5 separate regions of the Mus musculus genome follow, and regions 2, 3, 4 and 5 are each linked to region 1. The links are chromatin contacts, called in public Hi-C and Micro-C maps. All regions are on one chromosome and are shown on one strand. The core of a region is the stretch at or near the end of the contact, and the rest is flanking DNA. Distances in the headings are between cores, read along the strand shown. Region 1 overlaps Pkd1l1 (polycystic kidney disease protein 1-like 1). Region 2 overlaps Tns3 (tensin 3). Region 3 overlaps Tns3 (tensin 3). Region 4 overlaps Tns3 (tensin 3). Region 5 overlaps Tns3 (tensin 3).

Evidence for each region. A called contact is a pair of places that touch in the nucleus more often than the background predicts.
Region 2: a contact with region 1 is called in a Hi-C map of bone marrow-derived macrophages, with 20 read pairs. The contact joins two enhancer-like sites. A contact is called at or near these places in 2 of 15 datasets of contacts at CTCF or cohesin (large pre-B cells and stem cell-derived epiblast-like cells), 23 of 484 Hi-C or Micro-C datasets (the BV-2 cell line, LSK cells, bone marrow-derived DN3 thymocytes and 12 more), 6 of 115 datasets of contacts at active chromatin or transcription factors (the NIH/3T3 cell line, astrocytes, bone marrow-derived dendritic cells and 3 more) and 1 of 9 other capture datasets (embryonic stem cells).
Region 3: a contact with region 1 is called in a Hi-C map of bone marrow-derived macrophages, with 31 read pairs. The contact joins two enhancer-like sites. A contact is called at or near these places in 1 of 484 Hi-C or Micro-C datasets (bone marrow-derived macrophages), 1 of 115 datasets of contacts at active chromatin or transcription factors (embryonic stem cells) and 2 of 9 other capture datasets (adipose tissue and embryonic stem cells).
Region 4: a contact with region 1 is called in a Micro-C map of granulosa cells, with 4 times the contacts expected there. The contact joins two enhancer-like sites. A contact is called at or near these places in 8 of 39 promoter capture datasets (the 3T3-L1 cell line, the C10 cell line, embryonic stem cells and 4 more), 9 of 15 datasets of contacts at CTCF or cohesin (the NIH/3T3 cell line, embryonic stem cells, hippocampal excitatory neurons and 4 more), 299 of 484 Hi-C or Micro-C datasets (the 3T3-L1 cell line, 3T3-L1-derived adipocytes, the 4T1 cell line and 143 more), 45 of 115 datasets of contacts at active chromatin or transcription factors (CD4 single positive thymocytes, the HPC-7 cell line, the NIH/3T3 cell line and 28 more) and 4 of 9 other capture datasets (adipose tissue, embryonic stem cells, liver and 1 more).
Region 5: a Hi-C map of bone marrow-derived macrophages shows a contact between it and region 1, with 35 read pairs. The contact joins two enhancer-like sites. A contact is called at or near these places in 3 of 15 datasets of contacts at CTCF or cohesin (the NIH/3T3 cell line and embryonic stem cells), 13 of 484 Hi-C or Micro-C datasets (3T3-L1-derived adipocytes, the AML12 cell line, the C2C12 cell line and 8 more), 20 of 115 datasets of contacts at active chromatin or transcription factors (the HPC-7 cell line, bone marrow-derived macrophages, cardiomyocytes and 8 more) and 5 of 9 other capture datasets (adipose tissue, bone marrow-derived macrophages, embryonic stem cells and 2 more).

Annotation. Positions count from the first base shown.
Region 1 is chr11:8,858,561-8,861,467 of GRCm38.p6, forward strand. It overlaps Pkd1l1 (polycystic kidney disease protein 1-like 1), which reads right to left. Exons shown (of 52, transcript XM_017314870.1): 41 at 2,636-2,746. Among named protein-coding and RNA genes, the nearest start is that of Gm36772, 60 kb to the left of the region's middle. Within about 2 kb of position 1,496, at least 16 of the 459 cell types and tissues checked have an H3K27ac peak or open chromatin away from gene starts, as enhancers often do. A contact at or near this core is called in DN2 thymocytes, bone marrow-derived macrophages and granulosa cells, where this site is marked.
Region 2 is chr11:8,442,414-8,445,320 of GRCm38.p6, forward strand. It overlaps Tns3 (tensin 3), which reads right to left. Exons shown (of 31, transcript NM_001083587.1): 26 at 2,533-2,610; 27 at 1,522-1,599. Among named protein-coding and RNA genes, the nearest start is that of Tns3, 220 kb to the right of the region's middle. Within about 2 kb of position 1,473, at least 94 of the 459 cell types and tissues checked have an H3K27ac peak or open chromatin away from gene starts, as enhancers often do. A contact at or near this core is called in bone marrow-derived macrophages, where this site is marked.
Region 3 is chr11:8,495,695-8,498,601 of GRCm38.p6, forward strand. The region is part of intron 16 of Tns3 (tensin 3); the gene reads right to left. Among named protein-coding and RNA genes, the nearest start is that of Tns3, 170 kb to the right of the region's middle. Within about 2 kb of position 1,402, at least 43 of the 459 cell types and tissues checked have an H3K27ac peak or open chromatin away from gene starts, as enhancers often do. A contact at or near this core is called in bone marrow-derived macrophages, where this site is marked.
Region 4 is chr11:8,546,460-8,549,366 of GRCm38.p6, forward strand. Tns3 (tensin 3) reads right to left here. Exons shown (of 31, transcript NM_001083587.1): 6 at 2,473-2,644; 7 at 812-862. The coding sequence starts at 2,622. Among named protein-coding and RNA genes, the nearest start is that of Tns3, 120 kb to the right of the region's middle. Within about 2 kb of position 1,387, at least 12 of the 459 cell types and tissues checked have an H3K27ac peak or open chromatin away from gene starts, as enhancers often do. A contact at or near this core is called in DN2 thymocytes and granulosa cells, where this site is marked.
Region 5 is chr11:8,567,991-8,570,897 of GRCm38.p6, forward strand. All of the region lies in intron 4 of Tns3 (tensin 3), which reads right to left. Among named protein-coding and RNA genes, the nearest start is that of Tns3, 95 kb to the right of the region's middle. Within about 2 kb of position 1,396, at least 73 of the 459 cell types and tissues checked have an H3K27ac peak or open chromatin away from gene starts, as enhancers often do. A contact at or near this core is called in bone marrow-derived macrophages, where this site is marked.

The DNA of each region.
Region 1 (2,907 bases), core at 246-2,745:
GAGGCACAAATACAGCTGGTAAAACCCTGAAAATATTCACAGCCCCAGGGAGAAAGCACTGTCCAAAGACACAGAGGGAGGGAGGCAGGGAGGAACATCGGCAGACAAGCTTACTGCACACCTGCCGCTAGGTAAGGCCCATATCTGTTTGAAAAAACAAGCTAGCATATGTTTAATGTCTATACTGAGTTCCCATAACACTTAAAATTGCTTTTAAAAATTTATTTATTTTTTATGTGTATGGGTGTTTTCTTTTTATGCACTTCTGTGTATCATGTGTGTGCCTGGTACCTTCAGAGGGCAGAAGAGGGCATTGGATCCCCTCGGACTACAGTTACAAATTGTTATGAGCAGCTCTATGGGTGTAAGAAACAGAAGCAGAGTTCTCTGGAGGAGCAGCCAGTATCCTTCACCACTGAACCATCTCTCCACACATACACACACACAAACACACCCCCACACCCACAGTAGATTTTGAGGTACTGGGGCATCAACCCAAGGTGTCTTTGCCCACATTAAGCATGTGATCTGCCAGTGAACTGCACCCTTGGCCCAAGCTTGCAGAATTTAGAGAAATGTTATCACTTGCCATACTTGCTCCCCGTTGGGACCACATTAATGAAGCTGTCAAGAAACACCTGCTGCTACCCAGAGCTCACACATCCCCACACAAAGGAACCATCGTGCTCCTTCATGGCACACTGGAGAGCAAGAGGTGAACCAAAGGATCCAACCATAGCCTGGTCCTGTGTGCACTAATTACAGCAATTATATCAAATGGGCCCACAGCTCCAGTCCAGCGAGAAGACCACTGGGATGGAGCAAGGATTTTGCCTCACCTCACTTGTGGCTCAGTTAAGTTTTGTTGACTTGAGATTTCATGAAGACTTTGAGTTCAGAAGTACTTCAAACACAAATTAAATGTGACACAATCTGATATTAGAGTAATTTTTTTGAAGACAGAAATCTAGAATCTTACTTATCCTAACTTTATAGAGGATGCTGCAGCAGCCAGGAGCAAAGGGCTGCCAGCCACAGGGAGCCAAGAGAGCACCCCTTGGATTCCATCGGATTCACTTTTCCTAGGCTTGCCCTGCCCCCAGAATGCTACAAATAACAGCCCCTAGGGACTTGTTGATTTTAAGGATTAGGACTGGGGGGATGGGTGAGGCAGAGAGGGTCCACTTTAAACATTCCATTTTGAACTATGACATATAAATATGGCAGTGAGGTCTCTATCCTTGTGGGAAACATGAGGCTCTAAGCCCACCTGGGTCAACATTTGGGAGGGTTACCTGAGTGTACCAGGTCCAAGAGTACAGGAATTTTACAGATGTTATCTCAGCTGGAATATTTGACAATCGAGAGGCATATGAGAAATGTCAAAGAAAAAGGAATTCGTGAAATGTGAGATAAAAATAAACTAGCCAAATCAGTGGTTTTTGTGTTTTGATTTCCATGTCTAAAAAAGGCCCCACATGGTCTCTTTGTTTTGCTCACAGCGCCCCCTCCTGGCATAATCTACGCACCTGTTCATACAGAAGAACTAAGTTGTCCAAGTAGAAGCTAACTGTGGCGTTGGAAAATGGGACTCAGAAACTACCATGTAGCTTCCCTAGAGCTTTAGCAGTCCTGGGATTATTGAGTCATGGCAAGTTCAAGTACTGGGGCTTCCAGGCAGTACCTTGCTAAAAAGTAATAAGAATAAAGGGAATGACATCTGGGAGTCACCATCTAGCAGGGTGCCTGTGTTCCTCTGCCTTACAGAATCTAAAAATATGTCCCTAAAGCAAAAAGGTGAGATGAATTGTTCAAAGGCAACACATTCATAAAAATGCTACAGAAATGAGTATTAAAATATTCCTTACAGAAGAGAAAGGAAACCCTGGAGTGTGTAGAGTTGTTCTGTCAGTAGAAAGTAAGCAATGATAATCCATATCGCCAGAGTCACACTGCCTTGAAGAAACTGCCCAGTTGGTAACTTTCACTGACTAAGGAATGTTCTAAATGTATCCACTCGTTTCATTGGGCATCCGAATCTCAGAGGTGTCAGGACCCCAAAAAGGTACCCATGTGTCAGATGAATGGGAGTGGGCCTTTGCCTTAAACTGCTCCCTTGGTCAGTGTTTCTTTATAATGCAAATCCTGCTGCAATTAAAAGTAGGAAATAAAAACAATGAACACTTGAATGCTTGGCAGAGAAGCACAGTTTGAAATTGGGTATCAGGAATCATGAATTGTGACTGTAGCCTTTGGTTAAAGAACACTGATATTTTTCTGCAAAATAGATGATATGACTTTCTCAGGCCTAGAACTTCTTTCACTTTTGACCCCAAATGAGATGCCAAGCACCTGCCAAAGTCTGCAAATGGAGCCCTCCGTTAACATGGGTAATTAGACAGCCTTTCACAGACTTCAGACACAGGCTTTGATGAAGACCTTTCTCTGGGCACAGTCTTGGATAGGTGAAATTGACAGGAGGTGTGGGTAGATCGTCTGTAGGGCGCCCCCTTCTGGAACACAGTGAAGGAAACTGATTCTGGAACCCAGAGCCTGAAGTCTTTGAACATGGGTGTAATGACCATGAATTAGTGCAACACTCCCCAGATCTGCAAGAGCCCCCCAATCCTCCTACCTTGTAAATGCTTTCCTGATGGCATGATTGAGAGAAATTTCACCTGGGCAGAATCTCCCATATGCTATAAACAAAAGCAGCAGTAGCATGATGCTGTGTGTGGTCATGTCTCTGCGAAGAGAGATTAAAGAATTAGCATCCTTAGAGATCCCGTGTGTTCACATTTCCCTCATGGAAAGTATTTTAGGGAGCCGGGCATCTATGTCCCGGTTCGGATGTATTTGTAGAAAGGCACGAGATGGGTTAAATGCTGTGTTTATTCTTTGTACTTT
Region 2 (2,907 bases), core at 223-2,722, 420 kb before region 1:
TAGTGAAAGCTATGACCCTGAGGATTAGAGTTCAGGTCCCCAGCAAGTGGAATGCAGTGATGTACTGCTACCATCGCAGGACTGGGAAGGCAGAGCAAGTGGATCCTCAGAGCTCACTGGCCAGCCAGCCTAGCCACATCAATGAGCTACAGGTACGGTGAATGACGGCTATAAAAAATAATGTGTAGGGAAATTTGAGGAAATATACAACATGGACTTCTGCCTCTGAACACATGTGCACACACATGTTCAGGGACCCATATGTATATGCATACAGATCTGTACAAACACACATATAATCTCCTGCACTATACACAAGGAAGGAAGCGACCGATCTCTGGAAAGCCATAGAAGAAGCTGAATGGCTATACCGAGAGAAAGAAACCAACCTGAAATGCTACATAGCTTGTGTTTACAGCATAAAGCATTCTGGGAAAACTGACAGTATGGCGACCATAAAAAGATCAGTGACAGTGAGTATCTTGACTATGAGGGAGGAGTGAGTAAGGAGATCAGAGGTAAGTTTTAAGATGAAGAAAATACTTCATGTGACATTATACTCATGAATGAATGCCAATATTTCTCAAGCCCATTGCCACCGAGAGAGAACACTGTATTTCTGGGCGGAGCCTTGTAAAATTTAGCACTAGAGGCAACCAGTGGCTGCTGACAGAGAGAGACTCAGTTTTCTTCATGGGTGAGTGCCCTGATAAGTTATTAAACCCCACATGGTCAGCCCTAAACACACGTACATATGAGCTAAACACTAAATGGACTCAGTAGACTCGTGTGTATGCGCATGTATAATACAGAATTCGGGCTGTGAATATGACAGGGAGTGGGGAGTGGGGGTGGGGGGGGAGTGGGGGAGAGATGATGTAAATGTTCAAGCCATTATAATTTTTAAATAAAAAGAGTGAGCTCTACATACACTACAGACTTCACTTAATAATGCAAAGATACTAGACAACTCATCAGCTGTAACACTATGGTGTGGGATACTGTGAATGGAGAGCCAGCATTGACATGGAATCTCTCTGCCTTCTATACTTTCCCATAGTGGATTTAGGAAGTACAATCTATTTACAAAGATTTCACCCAAGTGGCCTGGTCTCCCAGTGTGGTGTGTCTCAGCACAGATGGCAGAGTGGGTCCAGCAGTTGACTCAGGCTGAGGGACTGTTGAGTCACAGCTCCAGAACAGTTCTACATTTTCAGCTGGCGAGGCAGGTCACCACATCCTGCCTTCCCGCACCCCTCCCCCCACACTAAATATGGGCCTTAACATTTATTTATTCCACTGAATCTGGTCTTGTTTGAGTCCGAGCCTCTGATGCCCTGGCCATGCCTCCTCACAGCTGCACCCCACCCAGCTGTGCCAAGCAGCTATAAAAGGAAACTTCCTTCACAGTCCCCAGAAAAGCAGGAAATGACTGTCCAAAGGGAAGTTCTATCATGGAGTTCGGTTCCGCCCAGTGACTCGGAGATGCAGAGATACAAAACCAAAGCTGCGGCCACTGACCTGCTCCCTGCTTCAGCAGCTCGGCTGCAGAGTTGGCTGCTGTCTGGGGAGAGTTTTCTGCTATTTCCTCCAGTGGATCTGCAGGAAGGAGTGAGACGAGACATGAGCTCCTGACACAGTAGTCCACATGGCAAAGAAAATCTGATGACAGAATTCCCAGACGGTGACAGAGCTTTCTCTTGCGAGGCAATCATGCAGCCCACAGAGACTGTAACCCATTCTGAACACAGATGGAGGTGGTATGCCCCTAAAACATGTTCCAAGTCTCTGAATTCATTTACATAAGTGATCAAAATTTAAAAGATAAATAAAATAACATTTACCTACAGGAAAGCTGGGACACACAGTAAGGCCCCTATACACCCTGGATATTAATTTTTAAAAAAATTATTGTGGGTATTTTCTAACAAATATAAAAGTAGAGAGACTTGTTCATTCATGACCTAAATTTAACCATAGCAACATCATTCTCATTTTGTAGGACTGTGAATCTATAATGCAAGTGACCTTAAAATTAGTCTGAGAAAATATATTTTTTCATACACACACATGTTTGTATATAAAATAACTACTTATGTATGTACACGTTTTACATGTCTGGTGCCCAAGGAGACTAGATCTTCTACAACTACAGTTTTACATGGTCGTAAGCTGCCTAATGTAAGTGCTGGGAATTGAACTCAGGACCTCTGGGAAAGCAGTCAGTGCTTTTAACCACTGAACCATCTCTCCAGACCCCAAGTGTTTTACATCTTTAAGCTGAGCAGTCTTTGTTTTCTGGACACCTTCCATACAGGCCACGATGGGCAATGTCTGAAAGCTATTATCAGCAGCAGGGCATTCTTCTTTCTCAATTCAGGTGGCCACTAGTTTTCTTTGGGGTTTAAGAGTATATGTCATAAAAAAAGAACCTTAGTTTATTTTGTAAGGTGGGTCCTGGGTACAGCATGCTATCAGCGGTACAGAAGATCGTACACGCAGCCAGATAGCACTGAGAACTCCTCCACATACCTCTCTCCGGAATGAGCAGCTTGCAGGGTAAAGCCAAGGGCGTAATGGAATGCTGGCACACCAAAGCCGTCAGGCTCCCTATAAAGTGGATAAGAGTAAATGAATGTCACCAATCTCTTCACTTGCTCTGTGCTTAACCAAAGAATCAGTTGAGACCAAAATTCCAAAAACGCATGCCTTTATACCACTGTGGGATGTGACTCAAAGCTCCAAGAATGACAAGGCCCAAGCCAATGAAGAGGGTGATGGAGGGACCTGTAGTGTATGCCAAGCATATGGCCTTTATAAGTGCGAAGTGCCGGGGCGCTTCTTACGAGTAGGAAACAAGGCTGCCCCGGTCTATCCAGAAGGCTCTCAATTCACAAAGAAGGGGGA
Region 3 (2,907 bases), core at 152-2,651, 360 kb before region 1:
CTCGGCCCCACGGAAGCAACAGGGCCATCTGGCACTGGGATCCTCTGCTATAGGAAATTCAACTACAGAAGACCCAGCATACCTCTTTCTGTTCTACACAGTATGGGGGAAGGGCGCTCATGCGAACTTTCGGCTCCATAAGAATTACAGAGGTACTATGCTTCTACACACACCACATACACATGCCCCCTACTCACATCTGCCCCCCACAGCTACACATACAGATATCCCTCCCCCAACCCCATCCCTACAACACACACACACACACACACACACACACACACAGCAGGATGCCAGATGGCTGCTATTCCAGTTCCCTGCACAAGGCAGGTAGCCAGAGCACAGGTCCCGGGGACGCAGAGCTAAGGGCAAGGATTCTGCTCGTTTCGAGGACAGAGTGCATGGTGCTAAGACAGTGCATTTCCAGCTTTCATTAGGTCTGAAGTATGAGTCCTCCACAAATCTTAATTAAATGATACCATGGCTTAAAAAGAAAAGGAAATGCAAGAATAAACTGTAAAAACATTCTCCTAATTTTCCAATTAGAAGTGCAGTCAGAAAGTACTGATGTGCCAGGAACCAGACTCCAAAGCATTGCCAGAGTGGTATGTGTTCTGTTGTTGCTGTTGTTGTTGTTGTTGTTGTAGTTGTTGTTTTGTTTTCTAGACAGAGTTTCTCTAGGTAGCCCTGGCTGTCCTGGAATTCATTCTGTAGACCAGGCTAGCCTCAAACTCAGAGACTCTCCCTCCGAGGTGCTGGGATTAAAGGCATGCAACTGCCGCTGCTTGTGAGAGACGTTTTTAGCTGGTGAGCTCTATTACTATCCCCAAGTGAAAGAAACCGGAAAATGATAGCAGACACACGGGAAAAATGGCAGCACCTAGGAGCCTGATCTCAGCCAGTCCAATTCTGAGCCCCCAAGAGGTTCTCATAAATCCACATAGCTCAGACAGGCAACCCTCAACAAGAACTGGAGACATCCCCTGAACTATGCAATTCCAATTGCATGCATAGCTAGCTCTCAACCTCAGAAAACGTCCAAGAAATCTACACCGAAAGTAGAAGCTGGCCTCTCCTGCTAGAAGATGTGGGAGACAGGGGAGGGCCAGGAAGGCTGAGGAAGCTGCCCAAAGCAACAGCTGCGCAGCTGCCCCTGGAGGCCCACAGCGGGGAGAACAAGAAGCTCTGGCTCTCACTGTGTCCACCCTGTTTGCTGGCAAAAGGCCACCACTTAACAAGAGAGACAAGGATCTCAGCTCTGGACACACTAGGTGCCTAAGCTTCTCTTTCATCCTAGAAGACCAGATTCTCACTCTGCCATTTCTCTGTAAAATTTTCAGTCCTGGCACGTGAACTGCCCCTGGCCTTCCACTGACAAAAGGAAATAATCATTCCCAGCCTGCAGTGGAGTCAGGAGAACTGGAAAGCACACACTAGAGGCACTCAGACCCTCAAGCCCTAAGAAGGACACCCATGTGCGTTAATAAAAAGTTCTTTCTACAATGAAGAAGGCCCAACCGCTCCTTCGGATTCATTTCCTCAGCGGTCATCCCATGGATTGCTGGCCTTTGCACTCACGGCTCCTGCCCCTCCTCCCAGCTTCCTCTTCCTCATCATGCCCTTCCTGGCTGGGTTTTTGTCTTGTGCCAACAAACATCATTCTAAGCTGCTCAGATCTGAGGCAGGGGTTTCCTCTGCTTTGCTTCCTGTGGCACCCAAGCCCTGGCACCCAGCGGACATATAATGGACAGACTACCTTTTCTAAGCTTCTCATCACATGGCAAAGCTTGGGTCACACCAATAAAGGTCCAAAAGCAGATGGGCCCAGCAGACTTGTAGCCCAGCTTCCCATACTCTGGATAATGACTGCCCTTCAGACAGCATACCAAGTGTGACTGTCCATAAAAGGTGGGGGCAGGCCTAACAATCACTCCTCACTCTCACGGCTGGCCTTCACAGGACAAGGAGTCCTGAGTCAACCAACCTCAGGACTCCAAAAAAGCTAAAGAAAACCTAAATCCCTAAACATTAGTTCAATGTGTCCACTGAGTAAGAGGCGGAGCCAGAGGTGTAAGGGGTGTAGAGCCAGTCTGGCCAGTGTGCTCTGCATCAGGCCAAGAAGGATGAAGACAGCCTGGAGCTCAGCAGAGGCAGAGTAAACGGTAACATGTCATTTCTAGTCTCACATCTTCTAGCCACCTCTGAGGTGACATTCCTTGGGAACCCGTCCCTCTTCCATATACATCTGTGTCTAGTGTTATACAGGGAACAAAGGCCATCCCATCTGAATGTTGGTGCGTCTAAGAGAACCCAAAAATTGCCAAGACACCAAGAACACCCTGACTAGAAAAGAAACTTAGGCATGAGCACTGGCCAGTCTCACTGTTGCCAACCAAGCCAAATAGGAGCCTAGACCTCACTGTTGGAGACCTGTAGGGACCTGAGCTGAGCATGAAAGACATCCATTATCTCTGACACAGAGAGCTCCTTACACTGTGGTTCTCATTTGAAAACATGTTACAGAAACTCATGTTCTTCATCCAGACCTCCAAAAATGACACTGTCAAACAAACACCTATCTAGGTTCTAGAGTCCTTGTGGTAGCTGCTTTCACGTTCTCATGAGGTAGAAAAGGTAAGACCCACTCTGGCTCACCCTGGCCCTGCAGGATCAAAGGGTTCCCAGAATTCTCCCATGGAACACACGCTGTGCTACCTAAGCTGCTGTTGAGGATGGAGGTGCAGGAGAGTAAGATTCTGGAAGCTGGAATACTGTCACTCACCGCTCCTCCCCTCCTTTCTCCACCAGTCATCTTTTGGTACCAATGAATTTCCAAAGTCCCCACTTAAATTGGTTAGCATCTGTGTAAACTCCATACACATCCCACTTGCTTTAAGGCATCCCAAT
Region 4 (2,907 bases), core at 137-2,636, 310 kb before region 1:
AGCGAGTGAGTTGTGAATGAAGTCTGTGGACTGCACGGACACTACTCTTCTGACACGGATGTTTTATAAGTGAGTGTCCCTTCTCCAAATCGAGTAGGGCCAGACAGGTTTTGATTTTTTTTGCTGTTGTTGATATTATTGCTGCTGTTGTTTCAATTTCAAGAGTATCTGCACATAAGTGTCTTGGGATACATTCCTGAAAACAAAATAAATCTATTTGTCTCATATGCACCATATGCATAGCACCTCAAGTCAATTTTATATATTTTCAGTAATGTTTTATTGTATACAGGACAAAGTTTCCAGGGTGTGAAATTTTCTTTCCACTGATACATACAATTTTGTATGTGACACTGGGGGCGATATGTACACATGAGCACAGTGCCTGCAGAGAGCAGAGGCGTCTGACCAGCCTGGAGCAGGAATTTCAGGTAGCAGTGAGCTGCTGCTACTACAGGTGCCGAGGATCGAACTCAGGTTCTCTCAAAGAGCCGTAAATGCTCTTCACCACTGAGCCATTGTTGCAGGTCAAGTTTTAGCTTGAGTAACTTGGACTTTAGATTTTCAGTGGGGATGCTGGACCTGTATGCGTTTAATAAGTTGCTGACATGGATGAAGTAAGACGTGTACTCACCTTTTATGGAACTACTGCTTTTAATTCTAGAAGCAAGCAAAGGATATAAACAATCCTGAGTACTTTTTGATATCGAGCTATGTTCCACAAAGGCCTACAAGAAACTTCTTTTGCACAAGCAAAACTCACATCGCTGACACTTTACAAAGTTCAAATATGAGGAAGTCAATTCCATACCTTTGGATTAAGCTTTGTAAGGTCATATCTCTTCTCTGAAAGGTTTAATACCTACAAAGAGACAAAAAGATTTCAGACAAATCATGGTCCTCAAAGAGGAAGGAGACACCTGCATTTTAAGGGGACCGAAAGGGATGGAAATGCACAAATGTGTGTGTGGTCACAGGGTAAAAACAAAGTATATTGTGGATGGATGGATGGATGGATGGATGGATGGATGGATGGATAATACGAAAACCTTGTGAATCCTGCGTTTTTCTTTTGTTACCCTGAGCCAAAATGGGCAAGGAAAACTTTCTCCTTTTTGTTGTTTGGTTTGTTTGTTTTGCTTTTAAAAAAAAAGAAAAACTCAATGGCTACAAACATTTTCAAATACAGGGTCTATACACCCACGTGTATACAGTAGCTCTTCTTAGTCCTGCTCAGCATGAGGAATATCCTGGGGGCAGGCAGCAGTCTCTTGTCAACTGAGCTTAAGACCTGCCACTCAGAAACCACAGCTATCTGTGGGCTCAAGTCCTACAAAGAACACATGGTTCCTCCCTAACTCGGCCCCAGCTACCTCCCAGGCCTACTCAGCGTTAGCCCCGTGCTTGCCCTGCTTGAATCATCAGCACTCAGCTGCCTTTCCTTGCAGGGCACAGAACACCACCATATCCTGACCAGCTCCAGCAGTCTAAGTGCCTTCCATAAAAGGCCTGTGGGTTTGGAGATGCCCTCGGCAGTCTCTTTAGGAAGGGTGGGAAGAAAGGGACTTCTCTGGGGACAGCTTCCCACTGAAGGAGCCCTGGTCTGGAAGAGGCTGTGCTAGAGGCAGAGGCAGCTCCAGAGGTGTCTCATGAAAGCTGTAGCCATCCATCCTGGGGGCTAGGATGCTACACCCCTGCCCACAACCAGGCTGGACCTCAGGGAGTAGTACTGTTAGAGGTCATAGGGAGTCCATACAGAGACTATCCTGGAAGCCACGGCTTAGCAATGGGTCTAACCATGGGAGAAAGCTTCTAAGGATGACAATAACCTCCTTGTTGGCTTTGTAAGATTAGCTCTCCCTAGATAAGGCGGCAGCATGAGAGAAGGTGCTAGAAGCTGTCATGTAATCTGAGAGTTGATTATAGCAGCAGGAAAAGTTCTCTGGAGCTGGCAGCCCTAGAAGAGAGCAGGGCCAATCAGAGAGAGCAACATGAGATTCTTCTACTTCTGCTCAAATATGGTCTCCTTTATCTGATACACACCTGCTGGGAAACCACGTTACCTACATTTGCCCCTGAGGACTGCCTTGTTTCTTGGACACCCGCCTGCTTGTCTTTCTAATGCACGAGAGGAGGAGACATGGCTGCCTCCTGACACCAGGAACTCTGACTGGGAATCCTTACTTTCCCAGAAGCCAGTCTTACTGATGAGGAGCTGTGTTCAGTGCTGGACAGAGGCAGCAGCCACCCCTACAGTCAACTGTCACAGCCCGTGACACAACAACAGCAAAGCTAACAATAGAAGGGTAGAGGACATGGCCCCTAGACTCATGAGTCAGATTCCAGGCCCCCAAACCATTCCTCAGGTGTAAGCAAGCAAGGCACAGGGACACCCCTGGCCCTCACACGAGTCCTCTGAGGGACTCCTGCCTCCAGCCCATCCACCACACCGTGGCTATCATCCCCACTCACCAGGTAGTTGTCTCCATGCTTACACTTGAGCATGCGTGTGACTTCCTGCAGGCTGTGCAAGTAGGACTCCTCTGAACAACTGGCAGGGAAGGACACTGCGATGATACGCTCGGTGACATACGTAAGGTCCAGTTCGTGGCTGTCCTCCATGGCTGGACTCAGAACCACGGTCCTGCAAGGGAGGAAGAGGAGGTCAAGAAAAGGATAACAAGAAAAAGGATGAACACTCACCTAATGAGGGCTTCGGAGAAAGCTGGGAACAGCAGCCACCCAAAGGATCTGCATGTAGACTGAGCTGAAGGCCACCTCGCCTGTCCCCTGCCCTGCCAGCAGCCAGCTAGCTGTTCCCTGGGGCACGCCAACCCATTCCTCACTACTGATGTCATACAATCAATCAGATGTCTAACAAAGTCACCATCTACCAAAAGTCAATTA
Region 5 (2,907 bases), core at 146-2,645, 290 kb before region 1:
GAGCTACAATAATGACCCTGGTGAGGCAAGATCTGTTGCCCATGGGTGCAACAATAACAAGAATGTTGCTTTTGCTTTCCAGTTAGAGTTAAGGCTTGCACTGCAGGCTGAAAGACAGTACCAGTATTAAGTTTGTAAATCTAACCAAGAACCTACAGCTGGGAGCTCACGGGCCCTAGAGGATAACTTAGTATTTTTCTACTAAAACAGACATAATTAATCAACTGCCTCTAAATTCAGATATCTGTACTCATAGATCAGTCCGCTCTCAGGCCACATCGGAGGGATCTCTGTGTAGTGGACACTGGTTAGCACAGAAACTCACAATGCGTCCAAGTACAGAGAGTGGATGTCAGTGGAGTTGTCAAACACAACTGGGACATCTATACCACTCAAGGCTAGGAAACCACTGCAGAAGGGCGAGGGAATGGAATGATTCTAAAAGCCAGGGAGCTGGGGAGGTTGGAGTGAAAAACATCTTCTGGATATAAGAGTAGAGAGCAGTCCATGAGCTCCACCTCCAACTGAGGGGCTCCTGAGAGATGACGGCATCTGGGTAAGGCAGAGAGCCATGGTTTTTAAGGGTATAGCCCCTGGTAAGTTGATAATGGTGCAGTGAATGGCCCCACACATAGGAGCATACATGCGCATGTATGTGCATGTATATGTATATGTGTATATATGTGTTATATAGATAGATATAGATACATATATGTGTGTGTGTGTGTGTGTGTGTGTGTGTGTGTATCAAATTTGACCTCAGGTTATTTTAAAAAATAACAGCATGAATTTGAAGGGGATAGGGAGTTGGTTTTGGTCTGGGAGGGGTTAGGGAAGGAATAAAGTAAAAATGATCACAATAAATTATATGCAATTCTCAAATAATTAGTAAGGATGTTTTCTAAAGGTTTGGGGGGGGGGGAGAATCCAAAACAAATAAATATTTGATCACGCCCGAAGTCACAGTTCTGTCAACAGTCACACGTGGCCATTGTCTTCAATGGCCCCACATTAACATGCATGGCGGGCCGTGGAAGAAAGGAAATCCCATTGGCCATCTTGTCTGGCTTACTGCAGGGCAAACTAGCCTCCAGACTTGGCAGCATTCGAATCACTCAAACCCCTGCTTCCACGAGCCCCTCAGAAAGAAGCTGGCTATGCCACCCTGGGGACTTAGGTCATTATTTAAGAGAAATCAGCTCAGGAACTGGTCCCCAGGGAGCCAGAAGAAGGAAAGGGGGTGGGGGCTAAAGACAAGAGCTGTCACCCTGCCAGCCTCTTCCCTTCTCTACCAGCCCCAAAACTGCAAACACAGTGAGAGGACAGGATGGTAAGAACCGAGCAATCACCTCAAGTGTAACCAGGGCTGCAACCCAGTGTGGGCATTTAATCATTAGCTAGGGCTTTGTGCTCCCTTTGTGCATAAGCTGACGCCACCAAAGGTCAACATGTCCTGGCCTTGCCTCACAATACCTCCACCTGCAGAGGGAGAACAAAAGCTCAAACAAGAACCAACCTGGCTTTCAAAGACTGGATGACAAAGGCAGCCAGGGGAGGCTGGCATTGTTGGGTGCATCTGTAGGGGGATTTTCCATTTCCCAGTAGGACTTGTGCTGAGATGTGTAGCTCCCGGCTACAGTTGACAGTGCTCAGCTTCCAGGAACCTCCTCTCTGGGACTGCCTTTCCCAGAAACCCAGAAGCCTAAACGCCTCACAGTTGGACACAGTCAAAAGATGGATGTTATTTTAGGTGTGGGAGGGGATGGTGAAATCAAAGAAAAAGAAGGATCAAAGTCTGGATTGTGGTTGGATGGGAGGAGCCACAGACTTCTCAAAGATCTGTGCCTCCAGGGTCACCGCATCTCAGATGTTTTGGAAGAGAACTGAAACAAGACACTGATGAACAAAGATCTGGGCTGACGTCAGACATCCCAGGGAAGCAACCGTGAACACTGGCCCAGCCCTGGCTGGCCTACCAGCATCCTGGCATCCCAGGGAAGCATCCATGAACACTGACTGGCCCAGCCCTGGCTGGCCTACCAGCATCCTGCTCACAGAATCGCTGCTGGCTACATAAGGAACTCCTGGGAGTCTGGCTTTGCTGTCCTGGCTTTCCCTGGAGAAAGGGGTGTCACGGTCCTGTCCAATGCCGCAGACAGGTCATAGACAAAGGTTGCTTCTTAGTTTCCATGGGTGACCTATCAGTTCTCTTCCTGGCATGGGCCTCACACAGAGCATCTCTGAATCCATGCTATTCCTACATACTATTCCTAGGAAGACTATTTCACTGCTCTGCAGCCAGAGTGGCCTCTTCTCCCATCACTCCATAGTTCTCTGGAGAACAATTAAGTAATATGACAATGGTCCCAGAGTATTGGTTTCCTGAGGCTACTGAAACAAGAACCCTGCACTGCATACCTCCAAACCACGGGAGTTTATTTCTTCCCACATATGGGGCTAGAAATGAAAGACTGGGGAGTCAGCAGGGCCAAATGCAAGACTGGGCCTGTCTCTTGCATCTTCACATGACCACTGCAGCCCCGGGGATCCGGGGATCTCTGCCTCTGTCATCATCACAAGGCCTTTTCCCTGCATATCTCTATGTGTGCATGTGGGCCCATCCTCACCCTGCATGTTCACACTCCTAGACTTACAGGTCTGAGATAGGTGTGACTGTTAAGGAAACATCATTTTGAGTTGTTCCTACAACCCTCTAACTTCCCAGTAAGTGCCAAGGTATTGATGGAGAGATACAGTCCTCACACTGACTATCCATCTATTGGGACAATAGAATTAGAATTTCTCTAAGAATCGAATGCTAGAAGAAATGTCTGAAGCCTGGTGTCAGCCAGAGGGAAAGCTGGTCTCATAAAGGTATTTCACACAGTTCTGACTACTGATCAGACT